3 separate regions of the Mus musculus genome follow, and regions 2 and 3 are each linked to region 1. The links are chromatin contacts, called in public Hi-C maps. All regions are on one chromosome and are shown on one strand. The core of a region is the stretch at or near the end of the contact, and the rest is flanking DNA. Distances in the headings are between cores, read along the strand shown. Region 1 holds the start of 4932441J04Rik (RIKEN cDNA 4932441J04 gene). Region 2 has its middle 150 kb from the start of 4930459L07Rik. Region 3 has its middle 120 kb from the start of Gm22536.

Region 1 (4,008 bases), core at 837-3,336:
GTCGGTGATGAGCACCCGCAAGATGGCCTGCGAAGACCGAGGTGGGTCGCCCCCATCGCGCACTCGGAGGGTCAGCTCATAGGAATCTCTCTGCTCCCGGTCCAGCGCCCCCTTCACGATCAGCTGCGGTTGTTTCTCGCCGTCTGGAGTGTCTGCCACCTGAAGCTCAAACACACTGCTTCGGCCACTAGGACTCGTCCCGCCGCCACCCTCAGGCGCGTCCAGCCGCCGCTTGGAGCCTCCAGAGCCGCCGCCGCTCGCGCTGTTCCCGCCGCCCCCTGGGTAGGGGGCGCTGTCCGCCGGCCCCAAGCGCCTTCCCTCGCCGCTGCCGCCGCCACCCCCGGGCTCCTGGAGCAGCTCGTAGCGTTCGATGCCATTGCGACCAAAGTCACGATCGGTGGCCGTGGGCAGCAGGTAGAGCGTGCCTACAGGCCGGTTCTCCTCCACCGTGAGCGTGAGCACCGGCGACGGGAAGGTGGGCGTGTTATCGTTGATGTCCAGCACGATGACCCGACCCTCAAACAGGTCCACCCAGCTCTGTGAGGGCCCTATCACCGACACCTCGAAGTCCAGGAAACATTCGTTCTCGTCGAAGATCATCTGACATTGGGGCAGCTTTTCTCGGTCGATGCGCCGCTCACTGGTGCTCAGCTCGCCGGTGAGGTTGTCAATCTTCAGATACTCAGAACCAGACTCAAGGCTGAAAGTCACCTCGCCGGAGCCGGTCACGATGCCCAGGTCCGAGGCCACATTGCCGATCCGCACGTCGGCGGGGCCCTCCTCGGCCAGCCGGTACCGGAGCAGCTGCTTGGCGGCGGCCAGGCTGAAGCAGAGCGGCAGAAGGAGACAACAGCCCAAGCACCAGCCGCGCGCCCATCCCGTGGTCCGCATCCTCAGCATCTTCTCTTGCTGCTGCTGCTACTGCTCCTTCTAACCACAACCCCCCTCGGCACCCCCCTCCTCCGGGGCTGGCCGCCTGCCCTCCCCTCGGTCCTCCTCTCCGGGAAAGGAAGAAACGAGAGGGAGGGGAGGGAGGGGGCCAGAGTAGCGCGTAGAGTCGGCCGATGGGAGGGGGGCAGCTAGAGATGCTTCTTTTTTTCTCCTCCTGCTTCTTCCGAAAGTTATTGTTTCATAATTCATGCAATGGGTGCTAATCGCCCGCTCGCCGGCCACCGTTTACTCGCAGTACTCACAGTTCACGGGACACTGCGCGCCACGGGCTCGGTGCCCCCACAAAGTCATCCCCGCAGTGGGAAGATACTGAGATCCAGTCTCCAAGCCCTGGGAAGGGGCCGGAACCGCTTCTGCAAGAGGGCGGCGGAGCCTGGTAGCGGACTAGAACAAACCTGCAGCCTTCCCCGCCTGACAGCAGCGTTAGTCCTTACTGCTACTCGAGTTAAGTCCAATTCACGTTCCAGCTACTCACTCTAGACCCAGGCTCTGTTTAGGCTCCCGAGGTCCAGACAAACCTGAACCGCTTCCTGCTTCAGGCTCTGGGGCGAGCAACAAGCCAGTCTTAACTCTGACTCCTCTTAAGCAGCCGGGAAGCCACTCAACATATCTTGAATGAAAAATTCCACGGCAGGTCGCTTCGGGCAAGGTGCAGCGAAAAGACGCCTCGCGTCACAGCTCGGTCCGCGACCGGGTGCTCCCGGCGCGCCAAAGAGCAGCCCGAGCCATCTTCAGAGACGCCCAGAGTCGGTCGCTTCTCACCCCGAAGAGCTCCGGTTTCTCTTTTTTTCTTAACAACTCTGCGCAAGGTCATTAGTCACGAAGCCGCCGCCTGAAACCGCAGCAACCATTCGCCCGCGGGGGCGAGAGCCGAACCGTGCGCACCGCGCGGTGCCCAAGTTTGGATTCTCAGCCGCAGAGTCCGTGCCTTCCCTCACCTGCATTCGGCCCGCGTGTTGGAGCAGTGGGATCTGCAGCGCTGTGCGCGATTCAGGGAGGAGATTGCAGCCTCTCTCTCTCTCCCCGCTCTCTCTCGATCCCTCCCCTCCCTCCCTCCTTCTCTTTCTCTCCTCCCTCCTCTTCTCTCTCCTCCCTCCTCTCCTTTCCCCTTTCCCCCCCTCTCTCACTCTCTCCAGCACAGTCTCTCAGCTTCTTCCAGTCTCAATGCGGGGAACTCGAGCTGAACTTGATCCCTTTGCAGTTCAAAGGTGAGCAAGCCTGGCTCCGTGCATCCGCGCGACACTGGCCCGGTGAAAGCTCACGACCGGGCACTCCTAACGGCAATTAACAAAGATGCCCAATTCTGTCCGGATTTCCAAAGAAAAGCCAAAGCCACTGGGGCGGGGGTGGAGGGGGAGGTGGAGTCAAACAGAGCTGCCAAGTAGCTTAAAAAAAAAAAATCTAGTTTGCCAAAGGGAGAAAAAGTGCCAGTCGGCTGTTGTCTCGGAAGTGCCCTGGCGCGGCGGGTGAATTCCGCAGTTGTCTCGTCCGCTTTCGCGTCTAGCAGAGTCTGGTGCGCGCGCTCCCGCCGCCTCTCTGGCTGTGGCTGTTCCGAGACACCGAATCGCTCCGGGGAAGCTCCTACTCTCGCTACCCACTAGCCGGAAACCCGCAAGTTTGCATAAACTGGTGGTTGTTGCGGAAAGCCCGCGGGCTCCGGAGTCAGACTTGACTCCGACGCTGCAGCGGCGGCGGCGGTATCCGAAACTACACAGTTGCAGAGAACCAGGGAGGAGGGCCCAGGGAAGGGAGGCGGGAGGAAGGACTAGCCAGCCGCGGCGCTCACCGAAGCCAGGCTTCGCTTCGTGGGGCCGACTGAGAACTGCCCAATCTCAGCCCCGATAAGCCAAAGTCTAGTCTCCTTAGGCAGTTTGGGTGGGGGTGGGGTGATTCTTTTTCCCCCTCTAGGGCTGGTAGACTAAACCCGGCTGCGTGGGTAAGAGCTGAAGTGAGGGTGTTAGTATACCTTCCTCCCACGTCTACCCTCAGACGATGCCCCCCTCCCGCCCCAACTCCCACCCGCAACGTGTCTTCGTTTCGCAATTTAGCATCTGGGTTAGTGAATTGCTACTGGTAGGCTGAGGTCGATGTCTGAGTTCCGAAAGCCAAGCTTGTGTTCTGCCAAACCGTGACGGGCTGCAGTAGTGAAGAGAGAGCATCAAACTCCAACGAGAGCCAGAGAGGATCCTTTTTTGGAGCCCAGACTTTGGAGGTCTGGGTTGGGGAGGGGAGAATGCCTGCCTTTGTTTAAATGCTTGGAATTCCTGTCATCCGGCTCTCACTGGGGATAGACCGTGTGTGCACGCGCCTGGGGAATAAAACACATGCTAGAAGCCTGGGTATTATTTTCTAAGCAGAGCCTGCAGCTTTTAGTAACCGGCAAAGTGTAGCGTCACCTATCTGGATATAAGGGAAATAAACTTTAATGGCAACTTTGTGTACCGAGTATGCTTAACCTCTTTTCTCTCCTTTTGACTTTGTGCCTCGTGATCCTCCCTGCCATTCCCGGGCGTGAGGCTTCCCCGGTTCTCACTCATGACCACCGCAGTCTGCCAAGTCAGATCTCAGGGCTGGTGGTGTATTTCGAACCGAAGCCCACTTCTCATGTATTTCACACTGTCAAAATAAAGACCCTCTACCGAAAGATTAAGAAAAGACGAAGGTAGTAGGTGGAGTTTGTGTCGGGTCCTTACTATCTCGGAGAATGTTGCTAGGAATTTAAGGGTTCCTTTAAAGACGAATTTGCATGCCCGATCTAATGCTCACGGAATCAATTTTACTCTGAGACCAGAGGAGGCAGAATGACTTAAATAAGTCAAACACCAATAAAGTCTAGGAGCAAAGGAAGCGCGCGGTTGTTTGGAGGAGCGCGGCGAGGAGTGTGTTTGGGGGCGGGGGAGCGACAGTGGTTTCCAAAAGCTCTCCCAGGAGGGGCGGGGGTGGAAGCGCGGAGGACGGAACCGTGAGTAGTATGTGCCAGGAGCTAACGAATATTTCCCTGTCCCATAAAGCAGCATCTTTCCGGGAGGGGTGGCTCCTCCTCCTCGGCGAGAACGG
Region 2 (4,008 bases), core at 903-3,402, 880 kb before region 1:
ATTATGAATGATTTTAGATAAATATTTTCTTAATTTTATTATTTACTTTTTTAAGACATAGTCTCTATCCATAGCCCTGGGTGTCCTGGAACAACTTCTGTAGACCAGGCTGACCTGAAACTCAGAGATCTACAGGCTTTTATCTCCCAAATGCTGGTGTTAATGGTGTAAATGCCATGAATATCATGCCTGATTAGTCCAATCACTCTATGATGCCATAGTTAAACTAATACCTAAATCAGAGAAAGACCAAAATAGAAAGAGGCTCTAGGCCAATTTTCCATATAGACTTAGATACAAAAATTACCAATAATCTACCACAATGAGGTAGGCTTTATCCCAGAGATGCAGGGATGGTTTAAGACACATAAACTGATAAACGTAATCCACCATGTAAACAGCTGAAAAACCCAATACCCCTTCATGATGAAACTCCTGAAGAGATCAGGAATACAAGGGACAAACCTCAATAAAATTAGGATAAGTTTTGGCATCTGCATAATGAACAATAACTTAAATGGAAAGAAACACAAAACAGCTTCACAAAAATCAGGAAAATAAGTCAATGTGGTACAGTCTCATCATACATATTAAATAGAGTACATTAAGTCTTAGCCAGAGCAGTAAGAAAATAGAAGGAGATTAAGGGGATATAATTTGGAAAGAAAGACATGAAAGTATTGTCATTCACAGATTATATGATGGGGTACACAGGTGACCTTAGAAACCCCTCCAGAAAACTTCTGAAGCTGATGAAAACTTTCAGCAAATCTTGTTTACAAAATTAACTCACAAAAGTCAGTAGTACTCTTATATATTGATTACAAATACACTGAGTAGAAAACAAGGACACAATACTTTTTATAATACTGTCAAATAATATGAAGTTTTTAGAGGTAACTCTAATCAAGTAAAGGAAACACTCCTATGATAAAAATTTAAGACAGTGACAAGAAAAATTGAAAAAGATATCAGAAGATGGAAAAATTTTCTTATTGCTTAGAGATCAGTAGAATTAATTAAGTAAAAACTCAAAACAAAACAAAAGCTATCTATAGATTCAATACAATCCCCATCAAAATTTTGATACATTCTTCAATGATCAGAAAGGACCAATTTGTAATTTCATATGGAAACACACACATGCACACACACCTGAGCGTGTGCATGCACAGACACACACACACACCAACACACACTTACAAACCAATAGCTAAAACAAACCCTAATAATAAAATATCTACTAAAGGTAACAACATTGCTAATTTCAAGTCATACTACAGAGATATAGTAATAAATAGAGAATATTGTTGGCCCAACCCAATGTGTTTAGATTAAAGTCCAAGACACAATTACAGGTATCTATGGACACTTGATATTGGATAAAGAAGCCAAAAAATGCACCCTGAAAAAATGCAGCCTTTCAAAAATTGGTGCTGGTCAAATTGGATGTCTGCATGTAGAAGAATCCAATATATCCATACCTATAAGCTCATGTAAATCTCACTTATAAATGAATTAAAATAGTACCATAAAACCAGATATACTGATACTAATAGAAGAGAAAGTGGGGACTAGCTTTGAAATCATTTCCACAGGAAAAGACTTTCTAAACAGAATATCATTAGCCCAGGCACTAAGATCTACAACTAGTAAAATGGGACCCATGAAACTGAAAAAAGTCTGCAAAGAAAAGGATATCATCGTTTTGACAAAGCAGCAGCCTGCAAAATAGGAAAAGATTTTTTTCACTAACTTTACATCTGGAAAATGCCAGATGTGTGTGTGTGTGTGTGTGTGTGTGTGTGTGTGTGTGTGTGTGTGTGTGTGTTTGTGTATGTGTGTGTGTGTGTGTGTGTGTGTGTGTATCAAGAAACAAAATGTCAAAAAAATAAATAAACCATTTAAAAATGGAGTACAGATCTAAGCAGAGAACTGTTAAGAGTAAACTCAAATAACTGAGAAATACTTCAGAAAATGTTCAATATTCTTAGTCATTAGGGAATTGAAAATCAAAACTACTTTCAGATTTCAACTTGCATGAGTCACAAAAGCCAAGAACAATAAAACAAGTGCCAGATCATGCTGACGAGGATGTGGAGTAAGGGGACTTCCCATTCATTGCTCATGGGGTTATAAACTCCTACAGCCCTTGCAGATTAGTGTGGTAGCTCCATCTGAAGATGTGAATCAGTCTTCCTCAAGATCTAACTATATCACTCTTGGGAATCTATTCAAAGGATGCTTCATCCTACTACATACATACTTGCCCAAACATGCCCATTGCTGCTCCATTCCTAATAACTAGAAACTGTAGACTACCTCCATATATCTCACCTGGAGGATGGATAAAGAATATGTGGTGCATTTTTACAAGGATATATTATTAAGACATTTTAAAAAATGAAATAATGATAAATATTGTAAAAAAATTTAACTAAAAATAAAAATCATCCTGACTGATGTTCCCTAGACTCAGAAAGACAAATAAGGTATAGGTTTGTTTATATGTAGATTTTAGTTATATCAATGATAACAAAGCTACACTTGATAGAAATAGAGCAATGGGGATATAGTAAGAGAAGAGGGGGCTGACAGATTTCACTAGGTAAGGGACATAGAATAGAGAGATGTGTGGATGTACAGTCGACTGGAATAGAGGATGAAATGAATCAGGGGAGGGAATAGGGAGATGTAGAAGGTAATATAAAGAGATACATCTAAAATCAAGAGCGTTTTGAAGGGTGGTGTGGGAACACCATAAAAACTTCCATGTGTGTGTGTGTGTGTGTGTGTGTGTGTGTGTGTTTGTGTGTGTGTGTGAAGGCAATCAAAATAAAATCACCAAATAGTGGGTGAGTCAGATCCCCAACTAGACATGTAGATATCACCAAATGAAGTTTTCAGTGTTGGAAATTGGTTATATCTAGGTGAATTATTGGCCAAAGGCATCCATTAGAATTCCATCCCATTTCCCTAACATGGCCCTAGTGCAGAAACAGCAAACACATACAACTCATTGATCATAGAGAAGAATATCAGATGCCTTCATGGAGCCTTCACTCCCATCTGCTCATTTTGGTACAGGAAGGTAGTCTCTACACTACCAAATAAGAAATGGCAATACCATCTCAACCGCAAACAGTTTGATCTACTAGTTTCTTGCCTGTAAGTTATACTGATGCAATTGTGGCATGAAGCTTGTGGGAGTTGCCAATCAATATATGATTTGACTTCAGGTCCACTCCAGGAGATGTAATCCATACCTAACACTGCTTAAGAGACCAACAATCTGAGACTAGACTCTGGGTCTTAGAGTAAAATTAGACAGTCCTTTCCTATTAAGAATATGTAACAATAAATGGCTCAAATGCATTTGTCTTTCTCAGTCATCTCCAGGGAAGCTTCCTTCTGCAATAAATGAGAACAAGCATAGAGACACACAGCCATAACATATGTAGAGAGTGAGAAACCTTGGCATACTTAGTCCTGTATGGGGTATCTCTCTCAAATCTCTTCTCAAAGAAGAGGTCAAAAGAGTGTAATAACCAGAGTGCATGGAGGACTGCAAGGAAATAAAACTCTAAATAAGCAGGATCAACACACATAGGAACTCAGACAGATTGTGGAAGCATCCCTGGGGTCTGTACAGCACTATACCAGATGGGGTCCTCAGGCTGAAAGAATTACCCCTATTCCTAATGTAGAAACAATCTCCAATTGATAACTACTTGCTACTAATTAGGAAAATACCTAATTAAAAAATAAATTAAAAAAAAGATAGGTTGAGAAAAAGGCAAGGAGACACAAGTCATCTAATTCCGTTTATTTTAAAATTCATGACCAAGTAATTATGAATTGTGTTGCTGGAGCTCAAAGTGATGCTTGTTGTCATGCTGTGAATGCAATGACAAAGGGTTATGATGAACATATAGATGATTTTGAAAAATTATGATTAAAGCGATAGATTCACCTACGTTTATTTATCACAACAAGCCAGAATCTCTA
Region 3 (4,008 bases), core at 718-3,217, 580 kb before region 1:
AACAGTCCTTTGGTTTTGTCCACTTGAATCCTCACTCATCAGAGTTTTTCTGCAGAAAGCACTTTGTTCATATTCTTTATTATAAAACCACCACGTGAAGTCTATCACAAATTGCATGAATTCCTTCATGCAACAAGCAGGTAGGAATTGCTAAAGCTTTGACATTGTGATAGGATACTAACAGTGGGCAAGTAGGGATTCCTACAGTCAGGGATCTTCATCCAAGTTTGAAGGAAACAAAATGAGGGCTGGCAATATTTTCTCAAAATGGGAAAAAGAATGGCTAATATGGCAGTAGATATTATCAAATCATTGTTTATCTTTCAAGAATCAATCAAAACAATACTGAGATTCCACCTCACACCAGTCAGAATGGCTAAGATAAAAATTTCAGGTGACAGCAGATGCTGGCAAGGATGTGGAGAAAGAGGGACACTCCTCCATTGTTGGTGGGATTGCAAGCTGGTTCAACCACTTCTGGAAATCAGTCTAGCAGTTCCTCAGAAATTTGGACATAATACTACCAGAAGATCCAACAATACCTATCCTGGGCATATACCCAGAAGATGTTCCAACTTTTAATGAGTACACATGCTCCACTATGTTCATAGCAACCTTATTTATAATAGACAGAAGCTGGGATTAATCCATATGTCCCTCAACAGAGGAATGGATACAGAAAATGTGGTACATTTACACAATGGAGTACTACTCAGCTATTAAAAGCAATGAATTCATAAAATGCTCAGGTAAACAGATGGATCTGGAGGATACCATCCTGAGTGAGGTAACCCAATCACAAAATATATGCACACATAATATGCACTCACTGATTAGCAAATATTAGACCAGAAACTTAGAATACCCAAGAGACAATTTGCAAAACACATGAAAGTCAAGAAGAAAGAAGACCAAAGTGAGGATACTTCATTCCTTCTTAGAAAGGGAACAAAATACCCATTAAAGGAGTTACAGAGACAGAGTCTGGAGATGAGGCAGAAGGAAGAACCATCCAGAGACTGCCCCACCCAGGGATCCATCCCATATACAACCACCAAACCCAGAGACTATTGCATATGCCAGCAAGATTTTGCTGACAGTACCCTGACAAAGCTCCCCCTTGTGAGGATATGCAAGTGCCTGGCAAATACAGAAGTGGATGATCACAGTCATCTATTGGATGGAACACAGGGCCCCTAATGAAGGAGCTAGAGAAAGTAACCAAAGAGCTAAAGGGGTCTGCAACCCTATAGGAGGAACAACAATATGAACTAAACCAGTACCCCCCAGAGCTGTGTCTCTAGTTGCATATGTATCAGAGGGTGGCCTAGCCAGCCATCAATAGGAGGAGAGGACCTTGGTCTTGTGAAGATCATATGCCCTAGTACAGGGGAATGCCAGGGCCAGGAAGTGGGAGTGGTTGGGTTGGGGAGCAGGTCAGTGGGAGGGTATAGGGGGCTTTTGGGATAACATTTGAAATGTAAATGAAGAAAATATCTAATAAAAAAAGAAGAAAAAGAATCAATGATTCATCAAATAAAGTAGGAACAATATTTTGGGCAAGTCAAAATGAAATGAAAAGTAGAAAATGAATATGAAATTATGAGACAAATGTAGACATCAATGTTCTACAAAAACATGTATATACATTTGAGTTAACCAGTATAAAGGAAGTAGCAATGATGTCTAGATAACGGGACTCCTTTGGAAATGTATTGGTGACTTTAAACAAGAGAAAATCTTAGTCTATTTCCCCAGTAACTACCCAGTGGGGGAATATGTGCAGTGAAATGAAAAAGACTGACAACTACCACAGTGATATAAACTGGAGATGATAATGATAAAGGGGCTTACAGAGAGGAGGATGAAAAATATGCTAAGAGAAACAAGTAGATCTTTAGTGAGCAATCATCGAAAGTACCTTGCATAGGGACACCTTGGATACTTGGAAGATGAAGATGAATCAATTCACAAAAGTGCCGAGGCTTCTGACTAGTACACAGAAATAAATCAAGAAGTGAAACATTCACTGAGAAAGAGAATGCAAATAAGGATTCAGGTTTGAGTTATAACATCAAAAGTTCACAAATGTTTAATCACAATTGTAGTCATACTCTTATAAGTCATTTTATGACTACAATCCTTGCAACTTGTCCACTGTCTTATTGGAGCTTACACTCCAGCAAACATTGTAGATGACAGTTCTCTTAGATTCTCAGAAAAACAGCACCTAACTGATGGCAGGTCTAGGCAGCTTCCATGTTGAAAGTACTGTGGGGCACTTCTCAACAACCAGATGTGTCAAATCAAGAGTGTTGAAATGTGAAATGCCCTATGTGGGAGGACAGAACCTGTTGATAAGTATGGCAGTCTTTTGCTTCATGGTCTCTTCTATGGGAGTATCAAAAATAGTATTATAAGGCTCTTGGGCCATTTTTTCTAAAAGAACAATTTTCTCAATATATTAATTACATATCTCATTACCCTTACTAGTAATTGGCAGACAGAAACTTAGGCACTATTTATTTTGATTTTAAATTAAAAAGTAGGAAGTCCATTCTAGTACGAAGACATGAAAAAAAGGAAGCTGAAGTCATATGAAAAGATTAAGGATGGAAAAACGGGAACGGGCAAAAGAACCTCATAACCTGACCACAGTGACTCACTTTCTTCATTAACTCTCCTCAGCCTAAAGACTTTACACACTGCAAGTACACCTCCAGTACCCAGAGATGAAGTACTCAACATGGGTCCATGGGAGTAATTTTACATTCCAGCCACAGCACACATCAAGTCACTAGCTTGGAAATTAATGCTTGTGCTTCCTCATATGGCTTACTTTTCTACCTGTTGTTTGGCTCTACATAGTTATACTACCTAATGATGAAATAGTGTAGAAGAGCGAATAGTTCTTGTAGTCCCAAAGCTCTAGTTTTGGATTCAGAGGAATGGATTTATAAACATGTCCTTATATTGGAATGCCAAGATTAGTTCTTTGCCTGACCCAGTAGATAGTAGGAAACCAACATTAGTGGGGAGATGATGATACCTGGAACATACTTACATCACAATGACTCAGTCTTCTTAGAGTTAATTAGGAAAACAAATCAGGTGAGAAGTGAAGCATGTGGGTTCGTGGCTACTGTGATGGTGACAGACTTGTACAGGGATTATAAGAAGTACTGGCCTTAGTTATTTTAAATGTAGTGGAATGCTTATAAGATGAGAGTGATGAGCTGAGAACATTTCTCTTCCAATTTAGAAAAAAACTTGAAAGTGATAATTTGCACACTAAACAGATTTTTAGGAAGTATTTGTGGCAGAAGTAGCTTTTGACTCTAACAAAAATCAAACTAATGTCTTCCTTTAATCGTGACAGAATTCCAAAATTCTGAAAAGAGATGTAAGGTTACTGGGAAATGGAAGGTGACCATCACTAAGACAAAATTGTAAAAACACAAAACCAGTAAGTTTGGGGCATAATAGTATTGCATAGTGACATGCCATTGCATCACATAAATTAGTGTGTTACATAACACATATAGAAGGAAGAAGTACATGTACTGAATGGAAACCAACTATCACTACTAAATTAATGCACCATGATTAATGTATACTTGCAATCGACAAAAAGAAAATGTAAGCATTTCTTTCAGCTTTGTGATGGAAAAAAGGAACTTAGCTCTAGTTTGATAATAGGCTATAATTAGCAAACTTTAGTAGTAAACCAAAATATATATCTTCTAAATCATAGTACCATTGAAAGTTGCTGAAGAAAATGCAGTGGACACTAGGTCATGCATTGGATAGCACCTCCTAGTGTTTATTGTTTTCTTTAAGGGAAGGATGATCTAAGCAAGGTCTTATCCACAGTTCTCGTTCTCTCTCTGTTGCTTTTCCTACAAGAACTGATTATTCAAGGAACTTATGTCTGGCTTCAGAAATCGTTGTTACAAATTCAAAGATAATAAATGGAAAGATGTGGTGAAATGAATTCTTCTTATAACA

The links. Hi-C and Micro-C count contacts between places; a contact is called where the count stands out from the background.
Region 2: a contact with region 1 is called in a Hi-C map of adipose-derived mesenchymal stem cells, with 3 times the contacts expected there. The contact joins the enhancer-like site here to the promoter of 4932441J04Rik in region 1. A contact is called at or near these places in 1 of 39 promoter capture datasets (the 3T3-L1 cell line), 3 of 484 Hi-C or Micro-C datasets (adipose-derived mesenchymal stem cells, bone marrow-derived macrophages and embryonic fibroblasts), 6 of 115 datasets of contacts at active chromatin or transcription factors (the NIH/3T3 cell line, acute myeloid leukemia, astrocytes and 3 more) and 1 of 9 other capture datasets (adipose tissue).
Region 3: a contact with region 1 is called in a Hi-C map of bone marrow-derived macrophages, with 17 read pairs. The contact joins the enhancer-like site here to the promoter of 4932441J04Rik in region 1. A contact is called at or near these places in 4 of 39 promoter capture datasets (the 3T3-L1 cell line, cancer-associated fibroblasts and liver), 6 of 484 Hi-C or Micro-C datasets (bone marrow-derived dendritic cells, bone marrow-derived macrophages and uterus), 11 of 115 datasets of contacts at active chromatin or transcription factors (the NIH/3T3 cell line, acute myeloid leukemia, bone marrow-derived macrophages and 7 more) and 1 of 9 other capture datasets (adipose tissue).

The regions. Positions count from the first base shown.
Region 1 is chr5:57,715,997-57,720,004 of GRCm38.p6, reverse strand. It overlaps 4932441J04Rik (RIKEN cDNA 4932441J04 gene), which reads left to right and starts at 2,086. Exons shown (of 5, transcript NR_015588.2): 1 at 2,086-2,159. It overlaps Pcdh7 (protocadherin 7), which reads right to left and starts at 1,924. Exons shown (of 3, transcript NM_001122758.2): 1 at 1-1,924. The coding sequence starts at 900.
Region 2 is chr5:58,598,160-58,602,167 of GRCm38.p6, reverse strand. No RefSeq gene overlaps it. Among named protein-coding and RNA genes, the nearest start is that of 4930459L07Rik, 150 kb to the right of the region's middle. Within about 2 kb of position 2,152, at least 16 of the 459 cell types and tissues checked have an H3K27ac peak or open chromatin away from gene starts, as enhancers often do. A contact at or near this core is called in adipose-derived mesenchymal stem cells, where this site is marked.
Region 3 is chr5:58,293,745-58,297,752 of GRCm38.p6, reverse strand. No RefSeq gene overlaps it. Among named protein-coding and RNA genes, the nearest start is that of Gm22536, 120 kb to the left of the region's middle. Within about 2 kb of position 1,967, at least 7 of the 459 cell types and tissues checked have an H3K27ac peak or open chromatin away from gene starts, as enhancers often do. A contact at or near this core is called in bone marrow-derived dendritic cells and bone marrow-derived macrophages, where this site is marked.